2 separate regions of the Zea mays genome follow, and region 1 is linked to region 2. A link is a contact called in public Hi-C data. All regions are on one chromosome and are shown on one strand. Each heading gives the region's core, a stretch centred on a gene start, on an enhancer-like site or on the middle of the called end of the contact. The rest is flanking DNA. Distances are from core to core; before and after follow the strand shown.

What was found. Hi-C and Micro-C count contacts between places; a contact is called where the count stands out from the background.
Region 1: a contact with region 2 is called in a Hi-C map of leaf, with 3 times the contacts expected there. The contact joins the enhancer-like site here to the promoter of LOC100283369 in region 2. A contact is called at or near these places in 6 of 25 Hi-C or Micro-C datasets (ear, leaf, leaf mesophyll and 2 more).

What each region holds. Positions count from the first base shown.
Region 1 is chr4:124,340,653-124,345,522 of Zm-B73-REFERENCE-NAM-5.0, forward strand. No RefSeq gene overlaps it. Among protein-coding and RNA genes, the nearest start is that of LOC100283369, 86 kb to the left of the region's middle. Within about 2 kb of position 3,444, at least 2 of the 20 cell types and tissues checked have an H3K27ac peak or open chromatin away from gene starts, as enhancers often do. A contact at or near this core is called in leaf and leaf mesophyll, where this site is marked.
Region 2 is chr4:124,254,135-124,259,330 of Zm-B73-REFERENCE-NAM-5.0, forward strand. It overlaps LOC100283369, which reads left to right and starts at 3,324. Exons shown (of 6, transcript NM_001412491.1): 1 at 3,324-3,617; 2 at 4,683-4,878; 3 at 5,163-5,196.

The sequences.
Region 1 (4,870 bases), core at 2,194-4,693, 87 kb after region 2:
CTTATACACAAGCGTAACTAATCCTCCCCCAGAACTGGAAACGCCCTCCAGCCTCCAAATCACTTAGAGTACTCCTCATCACCTACAACAACATGGGTTCGAAAACCCTGAGTACGAAATGTACTTTCGCAAGTCTTACCTGACTAAGGAAAAATGACTCTCAAGGATATGCTCGTTAAATAGGAATCAAGGAAAAGGCTTTAGCAAGAATCAATTTAGATACTTTTGCGGAAATAGCTTATTAAAGTGAGTCCTTACTTTCAATATTTTAACGCCAGATTAAATATTAATAGACTCTGGTTGCATCTAGACTAATTTCACTATCTCATCAATACAACATCATTTTTATTTATAATGTTTACATCCTGACCTAGGTTGCAGGTCAGAGATCAAGTCTCCACTGTCCGAGGATATAACGGCGATCCGAATCGATTTACTCAGCTGAGGATCTCTAACCACATGACATATGTAGCACTTAACCCTTGCATATGTCAACCATTCCCACAGATCCTCCACAATGTGAACCGGTCCGCGCTACCCGAGAGCACAGTACTCCTCCGTCCAGCCTCTAACCAGGAGGGTACACGCTACTCCCACCATCTCCCACGCCCAGTGCGCAGTTTTCTTTTCACATATGGAATAGCCAGGTTCAAGCTTACCCTGTCCATATCTAGGGCATGTGGCCAGTTAAGATAGTCCTTGATCATACAGGCCTACATACGCATCCAATCCTTAATTAATCTGGGTGGAGCATCACCTGTTCCTAGCCCAAGTTTCGAGTTAAGTACTTCCACCCTTAGGATTGTTTTGTGTTCCTAAGGATGAAAAGAGCATTATAGGGAACTTTGCAGTAAGATCCCACCATGCTTCCAATGAAAATATTCTTGCAGGTAGAAGTCATCCTTCCTCAGGATAACCCTTGAGCTAGGCATTATTGCAAAAGACAACCTCTATCCACAAGATCTAAGCAGGGATAAGCATCTTTGTAAATCATATTTTGATACTTCATCAGAAGTATCTATAAAGGCATGGATATCAAGGTAGTCAATGCATCAAATAGTTTCCAAGCAATTCCTATAAACTTAATGCACATTTCACTAGACTTAAGTGTACAAAAGTCTTTTTAAAAATAAAAGGAATGGGTAAATGCATCGGGGCTTGTCTTTGTTGCAGTGAAGAGGTTCCAGATCCCTCTATCCAATACCTAGTTAGATGGCTCCATCCACTTGAGGAGCAGGCACTGGAGTAGACTTCTTCAAATACCACCTCGTCTAGGTGTTCTACAAGTCAATTACAAATACATGAATGCTTATGTAATGAAATGTAATGCAAACTGGAGAGGTGGGGAACATAAACACCACAAACTAAAATACATGACAAGTATACACATGGTTCTACACCACCAACACTTGCTAAAAGTGGTCAAATCGGATTCACTTAGGCAAACCAGAGAACTAATCCATCTTAGATCTCATCCAATAGCTTAAAACTTCTTAAGCAACTGCATCTCCTCACTAAACTACTAGGTGTTCTCATTTCATAGGCGAAACCCTTTTTTTAGGCAATAATTAGTCTGCTGACAAAATCGTATCCAAACAATTTTAAATTTCGCCCAAGGTTTTAACTTCTGATAACTAGTTTCTCCAAGAATTTTCTCAATTTTTGGTGCTATATTCTTAGTTCTAAAATTCAAACAGTCCTTCCAAGAGCACCCTTAATTCACTTAAAATTTTCTAACTGCTTTAAAAATTCTAAATCTATTTTTACCAGAGAGATCTTGATTTTAGACAGCTAACAAAATTTGTCCCATAATTTTTGGATTTCTCTACAATTTTGCGACACAATCCCCAAGTTCTCTAGTAAAAGAAAAACACAAAACTGTGAATAATTCTGGGCCAGAACTAGCCCAACATCGGCAGAATCGGCCCACAGCTGGGAGCCCACGCCCGCGCTGGCAAATTTGCACAGAAAACCCTGCCGCGCACAACAAACAGAGTCGGGTCCGAGCCACTGTTCCTCTAGGTCACTGATCATTTGACTTAGAGCCTGTTTGTTTACCCCCAGATTATATAATCTGGATTAAATAATCCTAAGAGGCAAACAAACAGTCCAGCTTATTTGCCGAGATTATATAATCTAACCCCTTAGATTATGATAATCCATAAGCAAGTGAGGAGGTGCTTATTTCAGATTATTTTTTTCCCACTTCCCCACTACCCTTTCAAGTTTCCTAGAAATTACCCACCATTGCCATTATAATCCACCGAATCATTTTTGCGTCTATTGGATCAGAGAATCCTATTAACAACTCAAAATAATCTGAGTAAACAAACAGGACTATTCAGATTATATAATTCAGATTATATAATCCAGATTATATAATCTTCCAAAAATAATCCAGATTATATAATCCATGGGGGTAAACAAACACGCCCTTAGGCCCCTCGACTCCGTTTTATTTGCAACATCTCAGCCACGATCCAGCCGCCCTACTCCGGCGACCATGGCCGCGGCGGCGTTGCATTCTGACGTGCTCTAACCACTACCGAAACACGTCACTATCTAACGCGAACAAGCTCCATGGCTTCAATGCCCGAACCGAACACTAGTCTCCATCGGCAACGATGCCAGCGATACATCTGGCTGGCCGAGGCCAATCCCGAGGTAACCCCGCGATAGATCTCTAGCCAAACACGCGGAGAGCATCACCATCTCACCTAGATCCTTTTGCTCGTGTGAGTTTGACCGGGGACAACGCTGGTTGACGGGTCGACGGTAGGACCGACCGCGGCGCCAGACCACGGCGGCACGACCACGTTCAAGGAAATACAAAGCAGTAGAGTTAGGAAACCTAACTTGGCGAGCACCACTGACCTTAGATGAGCACGGAACAAAAGCCACATGACTGAGAAAACCTTCGGAAATCCTTGACCACGGTGAGGTGGACAGTTGGGTGAGCGTGGTCACCAGACTGGGATGTTGGCTGTGATGAACATGGGAAATCCGAACTGATGGCTAAGGAGAATAGCTACCACCATCATGGACATAGGTTTTACAACATACACGCAGTAGCTTTGGCTAGAGCTTGAGGGCAAAGGGGAAGAACTTCACTGAATCAAGTCCAAAGCGATGAATATATGGCAGATGCAGTGGAGCTCATCGACACATGATGAAGGACCCTGGACCCCTATGGTGCCAGCAGTTCCACAAACATGGACACTCAGCAGTAGTGCATGGACAGCACGTAGCAGCTAGCACAGGGGTGATGAACCTCATTCAAAGTGGTGCACAAAAGGACAGTAAGGGGGGTGATGTCGGCAGTGATCAGTTCAGCAACAGGTCCAATACCATCCTTATCCAGTGAACCAAGTCTCACAACCCAGCCCCATCCCAGCCTTCACTTATCCACATCATCCCTGGAAACACCTGGAGCGGTGGTGGAGGAAGATCTTTTACTGCAGATATTTTTGGAGCACAATAAACAGCCACAACTCTACTAAGCCCTCCACTTCACCCCCTGCAATCTCTTAGTTCCAAGCAACAACAGGGGGATCAATTTAAATGAACCTTATTCACCCATTAACCCTCTAACAATTTTCCACAGAGACTTTAGTCTTATACCCCTTCGATCAGACACAAAACAGCTCCAAAATCCTAGGAAAAACACTAAACCAAACCAACAGTGGACTGGACCAGCACATCACTAATTCCTTGCAGTTGCAGGCCTCTCTGTTGAAGCCCTTTTTTCTCACAATTTTATATAGCAACAGACCAATCCTTCATAACCAAACGTGTTCACTAACTAAGGTTCCTCAAGTTTGTTACAAGAATCTAGGACCCAATCTGCATGTATCACAAGTTATAGTGTCCAAGAATCAGCCACAATTCACTGAACTTGGTTTCAGTCCTCTGAATTCAGTTTAGAGTTCACACAGTGCCACTTCTTGGGGCTTTTACTCCAAATTTTTTTTGTAGCACCAGACCAATCACTTAAGGGAATTTTTTCTCCTATATATGGCCTTTCTGTTTGCTACAGAATTCCTAACTCAAATCTCCTTGGTCTAATTACCATAGAGCTCCAAAGTTAGTTAAACACAACCCTGAAATAGATTTTCAGTGCACTGAAACAGCCCACAATATGTCTGACAGAGGATTTTGCAGCAGGCTATTCTCTAAATTCCATATAGTAGCAAGCCCACTCTTTGCACAAAACTTGTTCATCTGCATCTGGTATATCATTTTTCTGCAGACTCTTAACCCAAATCTCTTCGTATTTATTACCACAAGGCCTCAAAGTTGGGTAAAAACACACATATTCAGACATAGGTTTTATACCGTCTGAATCCCAACACCTGATAAACCAACTTTGAGCACACTTTACTCCACCTTTTGTGCAGCACCAAGGATATCTTACTTAATAAAACTTGTTCTCGGTACTGTGGACTCCAACTTTTCCACAGAACCCTTAGTCCAAAACCACATGGATTAATTACAAAAGCACTCCAAACTAGGCACTATTCACTAATTTCAGGTTTCAGCCACTGAACCAAATTCAGTTACAGAAATGCCTAGCAGCTGATCTTTGGGGGCATTTTTCTCTATTTTTTATGTGGGAACAATCCAAAGTCACTTAATAAAACTTGTTCAACATCATATATACTTCAACTTTTCTATAAACACTACAGCCCAAAACATTATAGAACAGCCACAAACCAGCTCCAAAACTGCTATCAACACTAAAATTCAGTTACTGTTTCCAATCTAAAAATTCAGCAACACAGCAGCACCACATTGAACCACTCTTTTTCTTGGGTTCCAAATGTTTCTAGGGGCAAGTTTCTTAATAAGATTTATACTCCTATAGTTCCTC
Region 2 (5,196 bases), core at 2,074-4,573:
GTATGCACCTCGTGGCGGGCCACCTTGAGACGACGCTTATCGTCGTATGCTTCGGACCCACCGAAGATCATTGGGCATCACGTTGGTTTGGGAAAATCCTCAATGGGGCCTCCTCTGCCAACTTGGCAGGCTCCTCTATCTTCGCATTCCAGCTGGGCAGATTGGAGATGAAGCGCTTCAAGAGCTCGCATTCGTAGAGCTTGTGGCGGATGGGGAAGCCATGGTTTCGGCACGACGAGTCCATCAGCTTCTAAAAATGGTCTGCACCATTTTTTCTAGTGTGGCAACTTCTCCCTCGTCGTGTCGGGGACGATGATTCCTCCTGCGCTTGTGAGGGTGTTCTTGACGCTCCTTCTCGCTGCTTTGCTCGCTGGTGTCGCATGAGCTTTTCCCCTTGCAGAAGATTGCCCCTACTGCATACTCCCCGTCTACGAACTTGGTCGCAATGTTGAGGAGATCGACGATTGTCTTCGATGACCCCTGCCCGAGTTCATGGACGAGAGCCTCATTAGTGGTGCCATAAGTGAAGGCACTTACCACGTCGGCGTCAGTAGCGTCGGGTCTTTTGTTGTTTTTCTGGGAGAACCTCTAGACGTAACCCCGGAGACTCTCCCCACTCTTTTGGGTACACCTCTTGAGGTCCTAGGTTCTCCCAGGGCATTTATAGTTGTCCTAGAAGTTTCCGATGAAGGCCTTCCTGAGGTCGGCCCAGTCATGGATGGTGGCGCTTGGCTAGTGCTCAAGCCAGCCCCTCACCCCCTTAGCGAGGTGAATGGGGAGGAACTAGATAATGAGATGGTATTTTTTGATTCCCGCCATGCGGAAAGCAAGGCGGTAATCCTCCAACCAGACGCTAGGATTTGAGGACCTGTTGTACTTGGAGAAGTTTGTTGGTGCTCTCACTTTCGCAGGGAACTACGCCTTCCTGATTGCACGTTTGAAGGCTCGTGGCCCTGACTTGGGTGGGCTGGGGCTACACACGCGCCTCTTTTCGCGTGGTTACTCAACCTTTTCTTGCTCTCGGCGTTTGTTGTTGATGATGTATCGGGGCGTCGTGGATATCCCTGAGGCGGTCTTGCAGGGGAACGTGTGTCCTCGTGGATTGGGAGGGTTGTGCCCCCTGCTCCAGGACGAGGTCGTGCGTGGGCTATAGTTGTTTATCGATCAATCTTGGCCTATTGTACCCCAACTTTCTCCACTATATTGTGTAGTTTTCGATACATCGCCCTTACCTATGGTTCGTCTAGCTGAGGGATCGATCGAAGCATCGTAGCTGTCGTGACCATGTTTTGCATGGGGTTGAGGAAGTATTGTGCCCCGTCTCATCTTTGGTTATGAATGATAAAATTGATATGTGCTCTATGTTTTTTGTTTGGAGATTTGGTCATGTGAACTAATTGATGATGTGATGTATGTGAATTATGAAAGGTGTTTGTGAATTATGAATGGTGTTTGTGATGTATGTGAATGGATATATATATTATGTGCTTATTTTTTGTGAATGGGGTGAGAATTAGCAAAATGGGCTGCTGGTTTGCAGCAGCAGCACATGTTAACTCCCGTGGGTTATGGTCAAGCCGATGGGAGTTACTAGTTGCGGGGTAATTCCTATTGGCTAGCTAAGCCGATGGAAATTACCCGTTAATTGTTGTTGGCCGAGGGCGAAACCGATGGGGGTTATAACTCCCGTCAACTAGAGTGGGAGCCGGTGAGCATTATGATGTCTGGCAATAACTGTCATTGGCTACCAAAGGCCAACGAGAGCTAATTAATTCTCGTCGGCTAGAATTAGTTAATTCCTGACCAATAATTCTCGTTGGCCGGGAACCGACGGGAATAAGCCTTATGAGCTGGCTTATTCCCGTCGGTACCTAACCGATGGGATTTTCCTTTATTACTGTTATGTATTAACCTGCATGACTAAAATCTAAAGTAGCCAGCTTATAATGGTACCAATCTTTGCCTCATCCACCTCAATGCCCTAAGATACCTCAATGCCCTAAGATGTAACAACATAACCAAGAAAAGACACTCGATCGGTTCAAAAGGTGCACTTCTCAAGGTTACCGAACAAAGGTGCATCACACAAGACATTAATGCTCAAAGATGCATCCACTGACTTGCTATAAATGAGTATATCATCAAAATAAACTTTAAAAAATTACGAATGGATGGACATAAAATCTTGTTCATCAATTTATGAAAGTGCTAGGTGCATCAGTTAACCTAAGAGACATTATTAACCACTCATAAAATGACGAACTTAGTTTTAAAGGCAATTTCATGTTCATCTCATAAAGTCATATGAATCTAGTGGTAACCACTATGCAAGTAAGTTTTTGAGAAAATAAGGGGTCATTTGGAAGCGCTCCGCTCCCAAATTTCGTGGAGTGAATTCAAGGTGCACTGCCAAATGGTCAAAATAACAACTAATTCAGGTGGGGAGCAGGCAAGAATCACTTCTCCATTTAAACAGGGAACCCGAAGCTAAAAACAGCTTCACCCAGCTCTCTGTTATATTATGTTGGGGAGCAAGAGAGAATCAATTATCATCAACTCCCAACCCTGCTCCCACCTAGGAGTCCACTAGAATCACTCCATCGGAGAATCAAGGAACAAAGTTGAAGAATCATGGAGTGGAGCTTTCCTAAATGGAGGGCCTAAGATAACCACTTAACTCATCAAGCATGTATTTTAATCTAGGAATGGGGTGGACATATTACTTGATGGAAGGATTAGGTCCGATCTTCCGAAAGGTAAGTTGATTGAGATGGAGATTTTTACGTTAATGATCTAACGCTCTAAAAGAACGAATCCTCATAATCACTACACTACTGCTCTATTGATAAGACTCCAAACGGACACCTCATCGCAACCACTACACCATTGTTCTGTTAGTGTATCTAGACAATAATTAGAATAATTTGGATATTTTATTATCTTTCGAGAGCTATTTTTTGAAGCTTCTTGTTATATTTTCCGTTAGCTCTAAAAATTCTACTTGCTCTCATTGGTTTGAATTGGACCTGACGATCACATGAAACCTTAGGGCTTGTTATGTAAATGAACCTGCTCTTCTGAAGTAATAAAGAGCAAACTCTGTTCCAAAAAAAAGATGACTTCTTTCCATTTTCTAGCAGGCTGGGCAATTCTGGAAATAGACACGCGTATATAGTTCAGCCCAAATGTTCAATTTGGCCCATAAAAATTGAACATTGTTTTCTGATGGGCTAAGAGAACTAAAGATCATGCTCGTTTTGGCCCAGTTCATTTAACCCTAACCTTAACTTTACTTGTCCTCTTGTTCCTCCGCATCTCTTGCCATCCGCTGGAGAAGAGTCAATCGCGGCGGCCCCGTTCAATGGTCTCACGACGGCTACCGTGAACACGACGACGCACCCGCGCGAGATGGCGACCTCCTCGGCGTCTATCTATGGCTTGGTTGCTGGCGAGGCTAGTGGCGATCTTGTTGCCCTCCCTCAGGCGGGTGAGTCTTGCGGCGGGCGCAAACACAGCGGGTGAGCTAATGGCAGCCAATGCAACCGGTTAAGGGCACACGTCCGGCAATGGCGCCCCGTACTGTAGTGCCTATAGTGGTCAGCGCCAAGCCCTATCAGGTACGTATCAAATCCACCCCTCACGAGTCTTTGAAGATTAGGATTCCTGATAAAGGGTGGTGTTTGGTGTTTTCGTGAACTGGGGGTTCCTGAATTTATTATTATTTTTTTGGGGGGAAGAACTGGTTTGTCAAACTATGGTTTCAGGAATTGAATTTGGTCGTGATTTGCTAATCCCCTCATTGTACTTGCTGTTATTCTCTACGTTAGACATGAGCCGAATCTCAATTAGGCTTACGGCCCGTTTAATTTGTTGGAATTGCATTTTAATAATTATAATTTAGATAAAATTAATTAAATGCATATATTTATACATATAATATATTTATATATTATCTTAAATAATATGAGAGAGATAATTATATACTACATATATGTTATAGCGAAGCAAATAAAAGAGTGTATTATAAGTTGTAATCGAAAAAATATCATGTAAACTTATAAAATCAATTTCCGTCTTTCACCATATGAATTTGAGATAGTCTTATATGATAACTTTAGAAAAATGGTGCATGCCACGTCTAAAAGAAAATAGTCTATTTCATTAATAAGATTTTAATTTCTAAAAATGAAAGGAAACAAACGGGACCTTAAACTAATTAACCCTAAGCAATTGAGTCTTTATAATTTGTCACAGTTGGTGGGTCAGTTTGGGAATTTGGCACAGTGGAAATGCAGTGGAGGTCCACGGCCAGAGCCGGCCGGTGTTTATTTTAATAAGGGTGGTGTTTGGGGTTTTCGTGAACTGGGGGTTCCTGTTTTTTTTTTTGTGTGTGTGTGGGGAGAACTGGTTTGTCGAACTAGGGTTTCAGGAATTGAATTTGGTCGTGATTTGCTAATCCCCTCATTGTACTTGCTGATCTTCTCTACGTTAGACATGAGCCGAACCTCAATTAGGCTTAAACTAATTAACCCGAAGCAATTGAGTCTTTATAATTTGGCACAGTTATTAGTGGGTCAGTTTGGGAATTTGACACAGTGGAAATGCAGTGGAGGTCCACGGCCAGAGCCGGCCGGTGTTTATTTTAATATCTTGTCACGTGAACCCTGTCACCTTCTCTGCAGTAGGCCATGTGCACACCAGTACCGCGGTGCCTGCTGCATGCTCCTGCGCCCAACGCCAAAGGAAAAAAAAGGAATACGGTCTACTACTAGAGTAGTAGTTCTCCATTCATCACTTTGCACTTTGCAGTCGATCTCAGCCAGCCATCCTCCTGCAGTCCTGCTATCGTCACCCTGCAGGCTCTTTCTTGATTCCGAGGTCAGCAACAACTTTTCCTGTCTCTCTTTTCCAATCGCTTTCAGTGAAAAGGATCTGGCAATTCCAGGTAAACTTGAGTAAAGAGAAATGCCGAGGTTAGTTCTAACTTCATACTGATTTGGTGCCATTAAGCTATGCGCGACAAAAGTGGGGAACGGTGAAAAGGGGATTCATATTTTTGGTTGGAATACAAAATTACTGTAGTCTATACTGTTTTTTTTGTTGCTCTCTGCGAGTTTTTCAGAACAGGAAATTCAGAAAAATCTGATGCAGAGTTTTTCCAGGTCTGGATAAATCTTGGATCTGGAGCCCAGACTC